Linked DNA regions of Pan troglodytes: regions 1 and 3 are each linked to region 2. The links are chromatin contacts, called in public Hi-C maps. All regions are on one chromosome and are shown on one strand. Each heading gives the region's core, a stretch centred on a gene start, on an enhancer-like site or on the middle of the called end of the contact. The rest is flanking DNA. Distances are from core to core; before and after follow the strand shown. Region 1 overlaps FGGY (FGGY carbohydrate kinase domain containing). Region 2 holds the start of FGGY (FGGY carbohydrate kinase domain containing). Region 3 overlaps FGGY (FGGY carbohydrate kinase domain containing).

What was found. Hi-C and Micro-C count contacts between places; a contact is called where the count stands out from the background.
Region 1: a Hi-C map of stem cell-derived neural progenitor cells shows a contact between it and region 2, with 2.3 times the contacts expected there. The contact joins the enhancer-like site here to the promoter of FGGY in region 2. A contact is called at or near these places in 1 of 7 Hi-C or Micro-C datasets (stem cell-derived neural progenitor cells) and 1 of 1 datasets of contacts at active chromatin or transcription factors (stem cell-derived excitatory neurons).
Region 3: a contact with region 2 is called in a Hi-C map of stem cell-derived neural progenitor cells, with 6 times the contacts expected there. The contact joins the enhancer-like site here to the promoter of FGGY in region 2. A contact is called at or near these places in 2 of 7 Hi-C or Micro-C datasets (induced pluripotent stem cells and stem cell-derived neural progenitor cells) and 1 of 1 datasets of contacts at active chromatin or transcription factors (stem cell-derived excitatory neurons).

What each region holds. Positions count from the first base shown.
Region 1 is chr1:171,237,764-171,240,463 of NHGRI_mPanTro3-v2.0_pri, reverse strand. All of the region lies in intron 15 of FGGY (FGGY carbohydrate kinase domain containing), which reads left to right. Among named protein-coding and RNA genes, the nearest start is that of HOOK1, 54 kb to the right of the region's middle. Within about 2 kb of position 1,428, at least 7 of the 24 cell types and tissues checked have an H3K27ac peak or open chromatin away from gene starts, as enhancers often do. A contact at or near this core is called in stem cell-derived neural progenitor cells, where this site is marked.
Region 2 is chr1:171,696,328-171,699,027 of NHGRI_mPanTro3-v2.0_pri, reverse strand. It overlaps FGGY (FGGY carbohydrate kinase domain containing), which reads left to right and starts at 1,259. Exons shown (of 19, transcript XR_002938170.3): 1 at 1,259-1,443. LOC107966858 (a long non-coding RNA gene) reads right to left here and starts at 1,066. Exons shown (of 3, transcript XR_008547684.2): 1 at 759-1,066; 2 at 1-317.
Region 3 is chr1:171,298,780-171,301,479 of NHGRI_mPanTro3-v2.0_pri, reverse strand. All of the region lies in intron 14 of FGGY (FGGY carbohydrate kinase domain containing), which reads left to right. Among named protein-coding and RNA genes, the nearest start is that of HOOK1, 110 kb to the right of the region's middle. Within about 2 kb of position 1,354, at least 3 of the 24 cell types and tissues checked have an H3K27ac peak or open chromatin away from gene starts, as enhancers often do. A contact at or near this core is called in induced pluripotent stem cells and stem cell-derived neural progenitor cells, where this site is marked.

The sequences.
Region 1 (2,700 bases), core at 179-2,678, 460 kb after region 2:
TAAGCTTCTGAACTCTCAGACCAATGTTCTTTTTCCCAGGTAATTGGCAGCAAATCTGCTCTTCTCTGTTCTAAAGTAGGGATCTCTTATATCTCCATCAAAGGACCCAGTAGCATCTGCTCATTCTTTTACTCTTTGTATCACTTGGCATCAAAGGCTAAAAAATGACGTTGGGCAGTATTTTAATCCCAATTCAACAAAATATTAGTTTACTGAATTCCTGCTATATTCAAGGCATTATGCTGGGCTCCAGGCAGGTGTTACAGGGGAATAAAACACAATTTAATTTAGGCACATAAGATTATTTTAGAACAACGGGATAAGTTCCACAATTGAAGTATTGCCAGGTGACAAAGTTGCCCAAGGAAGAAAGAGATGGGAGCCTGTAGAGATGAGAGAATGCTTTTGGGAGGAGGTTATGTCCAAGCTAACTTTAAGCACTTGTAAGAAATTGGTAGACAGGCCAAGGCAAGAAAGAACATTCATAGTAGAAGGAATAACATGTACAGTTATAAAAGTGGGAGCAGCATAGTACATTCAGGTTACTATAAACAACTCATAATCCAGAAACACAAAGTATGAGATGGGGAATGGCAGGAAGTGGGACTAGGGAAGGATAGAATTGGGTAGGGGGAGGTCAGCTCATAAATACCTTGGAGGCCATGCCGAAGACCTCCAACCTCATCCTAAGGCAGAATAGAGATGCTGAATTCTAAGCAGTGGTGAGATCTGGTCAGATGCAGATCAGAAAAATCCCTCTTAAAGGATCCATTACAGGGGGCTCAGGGTAGAAATAAAGGGTCCAGATAAAAGGCTTTTTCAAGAATCCAGGCTAGAGATGTAAAAGACCTCTATTAATTTGCTGGTAGTGATTTTGAAGATGAAGGGGCTGTTGTGGAAGTGCTTTTATAATTTTAGGAAAGTATTCGAGGTTAAGACCTAAAAGCAAATTCCACTTAACATGATGAACAGGCAAATGTGCAGATCCCACTGAAGCAGGATCAGTATTTAACAGAATTGGAAATGTTCATGGAAAAGCAATCCACTTTCTTTTCATTTCCTTTAACTTCACATAGAGTCAGGCTGCTAACCCTCCAAATATAAACCCTTCTCTAAAGGCCAGAGTGGAAGGTACAGGCATTGCGTAGGGGAGCTCCATGCAGGAAGGTGGAGAGATCTGAGTTCCCACTGGCAGTAGGAGCTATGGGCTGCTGTCCCTGTTTCTGTTCCCTGGAGGCAGCTGGAGCATCCCTCTTTTTGTGAAATTAGAAAGATTGTCTTTCTCCATCTCTTCCCTGACCCTCCCAAGACTTTTCAGGGAAGTTTTTCAGTTCTTTCCGTAAACCCCACGTGTTCAGAGAGTCCTCCGCTGCTTGCTGGGAGCTGGCAGCTGGCAGCTGTTCTCTGCGAAGGAGGCGGCACACACGGTGCTTTAGCACCATCTGCAGGCAACCCAGAGATTTGCAAGGAGACGGGAGAAGCCATTTTCCTTCTGAGCCAACCTCATCTCATTGCCTAATAGATCACACTGTTAACGATGTGGGACGACATTTACTTAGGCCTCTGCCACACAGAAGCAGGGACTGAGTTGAGGCACATTTTGAAGAGAGGGGATTCAGCTGATTTTAAAATTCACAGTCACGGAGAGTGTAATTTAGTGACTATAGTTTAATAAGTAAATGTTTAGGATGACCCCAAATTCCATTATTATGCCCAGTCCAAATTTATATGTGGCTCTGGAAGAGTCACTTAAACGTGCTTTGAAAAATTTGGTGCATTGAAAGACACTATCAACAGAGTAAAAAGGCAACTCACAGAATGAGAGAAAACATTTGCTTATCATACATCCAGTAAGGGATTGATATCCAGAATATATAAATGTATAAAGAACTCCTAAAACTCAACAACAACAAAAAAGCAAAAACAACCCAATTCAAAAGTGGGCAAAGGACTTGAATGGATATTTCCCCAAAGAAGATTTATAAATGACCAGTAAGCACGTGATAGGGTATTCAACAGCACTATTAGGAAAATCAAAACTACCGTGAGGTACCACCTCACACATTAGGATGCTACTATTTTAAAACAGAAAACAACAAATGTTGGCAAGGATGTGGAGAAATTGGAAGCTCTGTGCATAGTTGGTGAGAATGTAACATAGTATCGCTGCTGCAGAAAACACTATGGCCATTCTTCAAGAAATTAAGAATAGAATTAACATGTGATTCAGGAATTGTATTTCTGAGTATATACCCAAAAGAACTGAAAGTAGGGTATGGAAGAGATATTTCTACATTCATGTTCACAGCAACATTATTCATGATAGCGAAAATCATGAGAGCAACCTAAGTGTTCATTAGTAGATGAACATATAAATGAAGAATGATATGTGCATACAATGGAGTATTATTCAGCCTTAGAAAGAAGCAATTTCTGACATGCCACACATCAGTGAACCTTGAGGATATTATTCTAAGTGAAATAAGATAACCACAAAAAGACAAATACTGCATGATTCCACCTATGTAAAGAATAAGGCCAGTGCACAAAGTTGTGGCAAAGTTGTCAGTATTAACATTGTAAATCAAGTGTGTGTGAAGGGGTGCTCACCTTAGCTCCCTTCTAGCAATTTTGAGATTCTAAAGTCAAGAAATCTATCTCATGTAGTGAAAGAATTCCTTACCGTTATATTGTCACAGA
Region 2 (2,700 bases), core at 10-2,509:
AGCTAGGTCTTTGGGTATGTTGCTGGTAATGAAAAGGTGAACAATCATGGTGCAGAAGAAAGAAAATGAGCCAAACCAGGATCCCTGGTAGAGTTGTAGTGCAAAGACTGGGGCTAATTGTGTGGCCTCAGCCTCACTGGGCTGTTCTCCTCACCTGTAAGGCCAAGATAAGAACACTTATTTACTTCGGGGTTGTTGTGAAGATAGCAGACAATCTTAGTGCACCTGCCACTTAAGATCAGTTCAGTGAAATTATTACCTTTCACAGGTGTGTCTTTGGAAAATCACTTCCCTTTCCTGGATCTCAGTTTTCTTTTCTAGGAAAACAACATGTTTGGACTCAGCGACTGCTAAACTGTCTCCCAAACCTCGAACTCCCTCAGCCTGGGATCCTGCCATTTATGAAAATAGTTCGGATTGGAGCTCAGGTTGGAATTCTCGCTTTAGTTGCTTGCTAGCTGTGTGTCCCAGTAAAAGCGAAAAATTTCGGATTCCCCACATCTGTAGAATAGGGATACATAACATGCAGCTTATTAGAAAGGGAAGGCATGTGAGAAATAAATTAGGTCCGTGTCCAGTACCCACTAAATTGTAAAAACTTCTCAAAGGCAGGGACCCATCTGTTTTGTAGATTTACAGAATGTCATACGTTGAAGTACGGGGGTTCGCCACGGGATTAGAAAATTTCTGTAGAGTAAGGAACAAGACACAAGGTAAGCATTCAAGAATTGTAACCATGCAATATTCTTATTTCTTACAGCCGCCTACAACAGTCCTGGTGTTTAGTAAACGGTCTGACACACACACCCATCCGGGGCTGCGGACAGTCCGCCTGGGTAAGCTCCGCAAGGTGAGTCCCCAGAGCCGGGAACTCGCAGCCTGAGCAGACGCAGCGTAGCCGATCTTGGGTCCGCGCTCCTCCCGCCTTGCCCAGCCCTGCCCGCGGTTGGCTAGGCCCCAGGGAACGCTGCAGCCGCGGGGTGGGCAGGCGACGGCCAATCCCACGCCCGGTTCAAAGGGCCAATCAGGCCGCGCTTTACAGGGGCCGCGCTTTACAGGGGCCGCGCCGGCGGGGGCGGGATCGCGCGCGAGGCGGGGCTGTAGCCGCCCCGGGACCGCCCTGCTCAGGCGCCGTGGGGTTCGGCGCGGCTACGTGCAGAATCCGTCTAGCTAAAATGTAATTTCAGATTGGACAAGTACTGTAAGTGACCCTCCTCTCAGTCCCACGTGGGCGCTGGGGCTTTTGCTGGTGCGCAGGCTCTTAGCGCGCACGCCCAGAAAGAGGCTTCTCCAACCCGGCCCGGCCCTTCCTTCCCCTTTCCCGCAGTCGTTGCCTCCTCCTCCCCTGCCTCCTCCTCCCCTTCCTCCTCCTGGCCGCTTAGTCTCACACCCGCCGGGCCGTTGTTCCCGAGACGTTGTTGAGTCCCCTGTGTCCTCTTCTGGGTGAGGCGTCCGGCCACTTAAGGGAAGGGAAGGGAAGGGTCGGCCTTGACTGCATCCCCAAGGCTGCCTGTTAGGTGTCTGGAACCCGTGCTGCTTCCTCTCCGATCAGTGCCCACTTATATGTATTCAGTACTCTTTCTCTCCTCCCCTTACCCTTGTAGGACATTTTCCTGGCATTTGAGGAGCCTTTAATTCACGTCTGGCTACCGAAGGCATTTTTAGGCTAGTGTTGCTTGTAGATTTAAACGCTTCCAGCACTTGTGATAATGTTTGAGGCACAGCTGAGTTTAGATGAGATAATGCTGTTTGGTTACAGTTATCCTGAGTAGAAAGGCCTAGGGGTATCTTTTCATTTTTAGCCGTTTCCTTTTTATTTAAAGATTGACAAGGGGCCGGGCGCGGTGGCTCACGCCTGTAATCCCAGCACTTTGGGAGGCCAAGGCGGGTGGATCACGAGGTCAGGAGATCGAGACCATCCAGGCTAACACGGTGAAACCCCCGTCTCTACTAAAAATACAAAAAATTAGGCGGGCGTGGTGGCGGGCGCCTGCAGTCCCAGCTTCTCGGGAGGCTGAGGCAGGAGAATAGCGTGAACCCAGGAGGCGGAGCTTGCAGTGAGCTGAGATCGCGCCACTGCACTCCAGCCTGGGGGACAGAGCGTCTCAGAAAAAAAAAAAAAAAATTGACAAGGTGCAAAATGGTGAATTTCCCTCATCATGGGCTGTTTTCCACTAAAGCACTTCTGTGTCTTAACACAAATTTCTTCCCTGAAGAGTCAGTCATGACATGACCAAAGTCTGAAAAGCAGTTAATCCTTAGGTTAAATTTTAAAGTATGAGACCAGGAGGGGTGAGGTGCTTATTCTTTTGACTTGTAAATCAGAATGAAAGAAGGGAAAGTCTTTTATTTTGTGGCTGTTATTTAAATGGTAGAGTTTTGCTTTGTATAGTTTTTGCTTGCTTTTCCTCTTTTTTTTCTATGATCCACCACGTGTATGTCCTGATTTTTTTCCTTTTTAACTTGCTTGCTGGATTTTCCAGCCAGATGACTGCCGCTTGGTCTTCTGGGAGTCTCCTGTTAATGGGGCCCTCATGCTTGGCTCTTGACCTGATGGCCACTGGCCTGGCTCTTGGAGGACCTCCTAGTGGGAGGCCCAGAGCACTGTTATTAAGGATGATTGGGGGAACAGATCACAGGGGGTCAGCTGGGCCTGGAGATCAATTTTGAGGGGGAGGGAGGTTGGGAGCCTGCCTGGCT
Region 3 (2,700 bases), core at 105-2,604, 400 kb after region 2:
ATAATATAAAATTTATCATCTTAACCATTTTTAAGTGTACAGTTTGGTGGTATTAAGTTCATTCACATTATTGTGCAACCATCACCACCATCCATCTCCGGAACTCTTTTCATCTTGCAAAACTGAAACTTTACCCGTTAAACAATAACTCTGCATTGCCCCCTCCCCCAACCCCTAGCAACCACCATTCTACTTTCTGTCTCTGTGAATTTAACTACTCTCTAGATACCTCATATAAGTGGAATCATACAGCATTTGTCTTTTGTTGACTGGCTAATTGCATTTAGCATAATGTTCTCGAGGTTTATCCATGCTGTAGCACGTATCAGAATTTCCTTCCTTCTTGGTTGTATTCTTAATGCAACATAGCTTGTTCTCTGTGGTCTGCTGATTATAACCATCGTCGCTGTGAAGACTTTGGCGTGCTTAACATTTTTGTGACTTCTTTCCAGTGGGGGAAATAGATAGCTCAGTTGTGGATGATAGCAGCAATGGGAAGCAGTATTTGAGAAGAAATCAGACTCTCTTCTTCCAGTCTTTTGCAAGTAGGTGACACAAGAGGTAAACAGAATTGCATGCTGTGCCCCTCCACATCACCCCCTATTTTCTTTGTTTCTTCTGCCCAAGGCTTCAGTCAATCAGAGAAGCAATGAGAGTTGAAGATTTTAAAAGTGGGTTTTCAAATAAGACAAGCTTGGGTTCCAGTCCTACCTCTGAAACTTACTAAATATGTGATCTTGGGTAACGTGATTGAACTCTCTGAGCCTCAGTTCTGTAATCTGTACATAGAGATAATAATACTTTTATCAAAAAAGCATGCCTTTTTTTTCCTTCTGATTGATGAGATGCTTTCTGTATTTTTTCTGGATTTAAACATAGTTTCCAAAGTTAAAATATTAATAGTACTTTTCCCTGTCCCATTGGGTTGTTTAGAAATGTAATGTGATATATGACATTTTGGCCTCTCTGAGATGTCTTGTTCCAGCCCAAAGATTATTAGAGAACCTCATGTCATTTGAAAGGAGAGAAAGATAATTTATTGATAAGGTTCTGCATGTCATATGTATCATTTTTTTCTCATCAAAAACACTGAGTAGAACTCTATTATGGTACTTGGTCCTTTACTTCATACTTTTCTATCTTCCCAGCTAGTCAGAACCACGCCCACCCCGCAGTTCCCACCCCTTGGTCAGTACCTAGCATTATGCCCAGAAAAACTACAGATGCTTCTTCACACTCCCCTCCAACCCCCACACCCCCATTACCAAAGTGTTTCTATAATGCTCTGGGAATCAGCATCTCAATTCCCCCATGGCCTCATGGTTAAACATACCATTCATTCGACCTCTCAACTGTGACAAAGAAAGAAGCCTGGGTGTAGAAACTGATTTCAGCTCCCCTCTGAAGTTGGGCGTCTCTCTTTGCTGACCACTTGGGAATTTTTTTTTTCTTGCTTCTGACCCACCTCTCCCCTTTCTTTTGATAAACAGGACAGCTGCCCCCAGAGGGATGAATCCATTACCTTTCACCAGAGTTGAGTTCATTTTCCATTTTATGTTTCTGTTTAAGGAGAAAGCCCTTTAAAAGCGCAGCGCATACATTGAGCGCGTGTACTTAATTTTTAATATGTGTGTGCCCACAGCCAAGAGAACAGAGAACCTTAAATAATAATGAAACTGAATTGTACATGTCGTATGTTTTATGTGGCACTGATTCCTAAATATGCTCCTAGCAGCCAGGTATTATTTAATACATCCCCATTAATCAAGCTGCCAAATCTAAATGAAAACCATGTTTAAATATGTTTAATAAGATTATAGCTTTTGGTTGAATATCAAACTAACATAGCTACATTTTTCCTTCCAGCCAGCTCTCATTTACTGTCTTACATTTTTATTCTGAAAGCTTTTGTACTATCAAACCAATCTTGATTATAAAACAAATTATACCACAAACTTTTAGTATCGTGAGCTTCAGCTGAGTCCCTCAGTGTAAATGTTAGGAGAAAGAACAGTTCTGAGATTTTTTTTCTGGCTAAAAAATGATATTTTTCTTCTTCTTGGGGTGAGCCTTTGAGTTTAAAAGGAAATTAAAAATTCAATTAGAGATACTAAATTGTTTGTAGCTTCTGTATTAAATGATGTCTGTCTTTTGCATAGTTATTGAAAGTGTTTCATATTAAATGTACTTTTTCTTTTTGACGGTTCGGGCTTCTGTTAGTTTTGCAATAGTGACACCTAGGGGCTGTAGAGAACATTGCATGGGCTGCTAAAATCTCAAAAACAATCCCTCTGCTCTTTTGCCATGGATAGAAAAAGTATTTGTGGGTCATTGGGGCTGATGGAGAAAGAAGGCACATGGTACCCTGGGCGAGGTAGGTTTCCAGTTCTATTTACCAGGCTTCCAATATGCAAACAAAAAAAGGAGGTAAATAAAAAGAGGTTTTTATAAAAATAACGAACTAGCTGAACTTGGAGTAACATACAGTATTCTAGCAGATTTTTAAAGTTATTAATAAAACAGCATCGTATTTATTAACATGTTTAATTCTTGTTCTTATTTGCAACAGTTTGCCTGCTGTTCTTGCCTTTGTAACAGGCATGTCCCGCGTTGATTGCAGAGAAGTGATGACTGCATGTGGTGCTTTGACTTGTTGTTCTGTGCGAATGTCTCGCTTCTCACATCTCCAATTCTTCTATT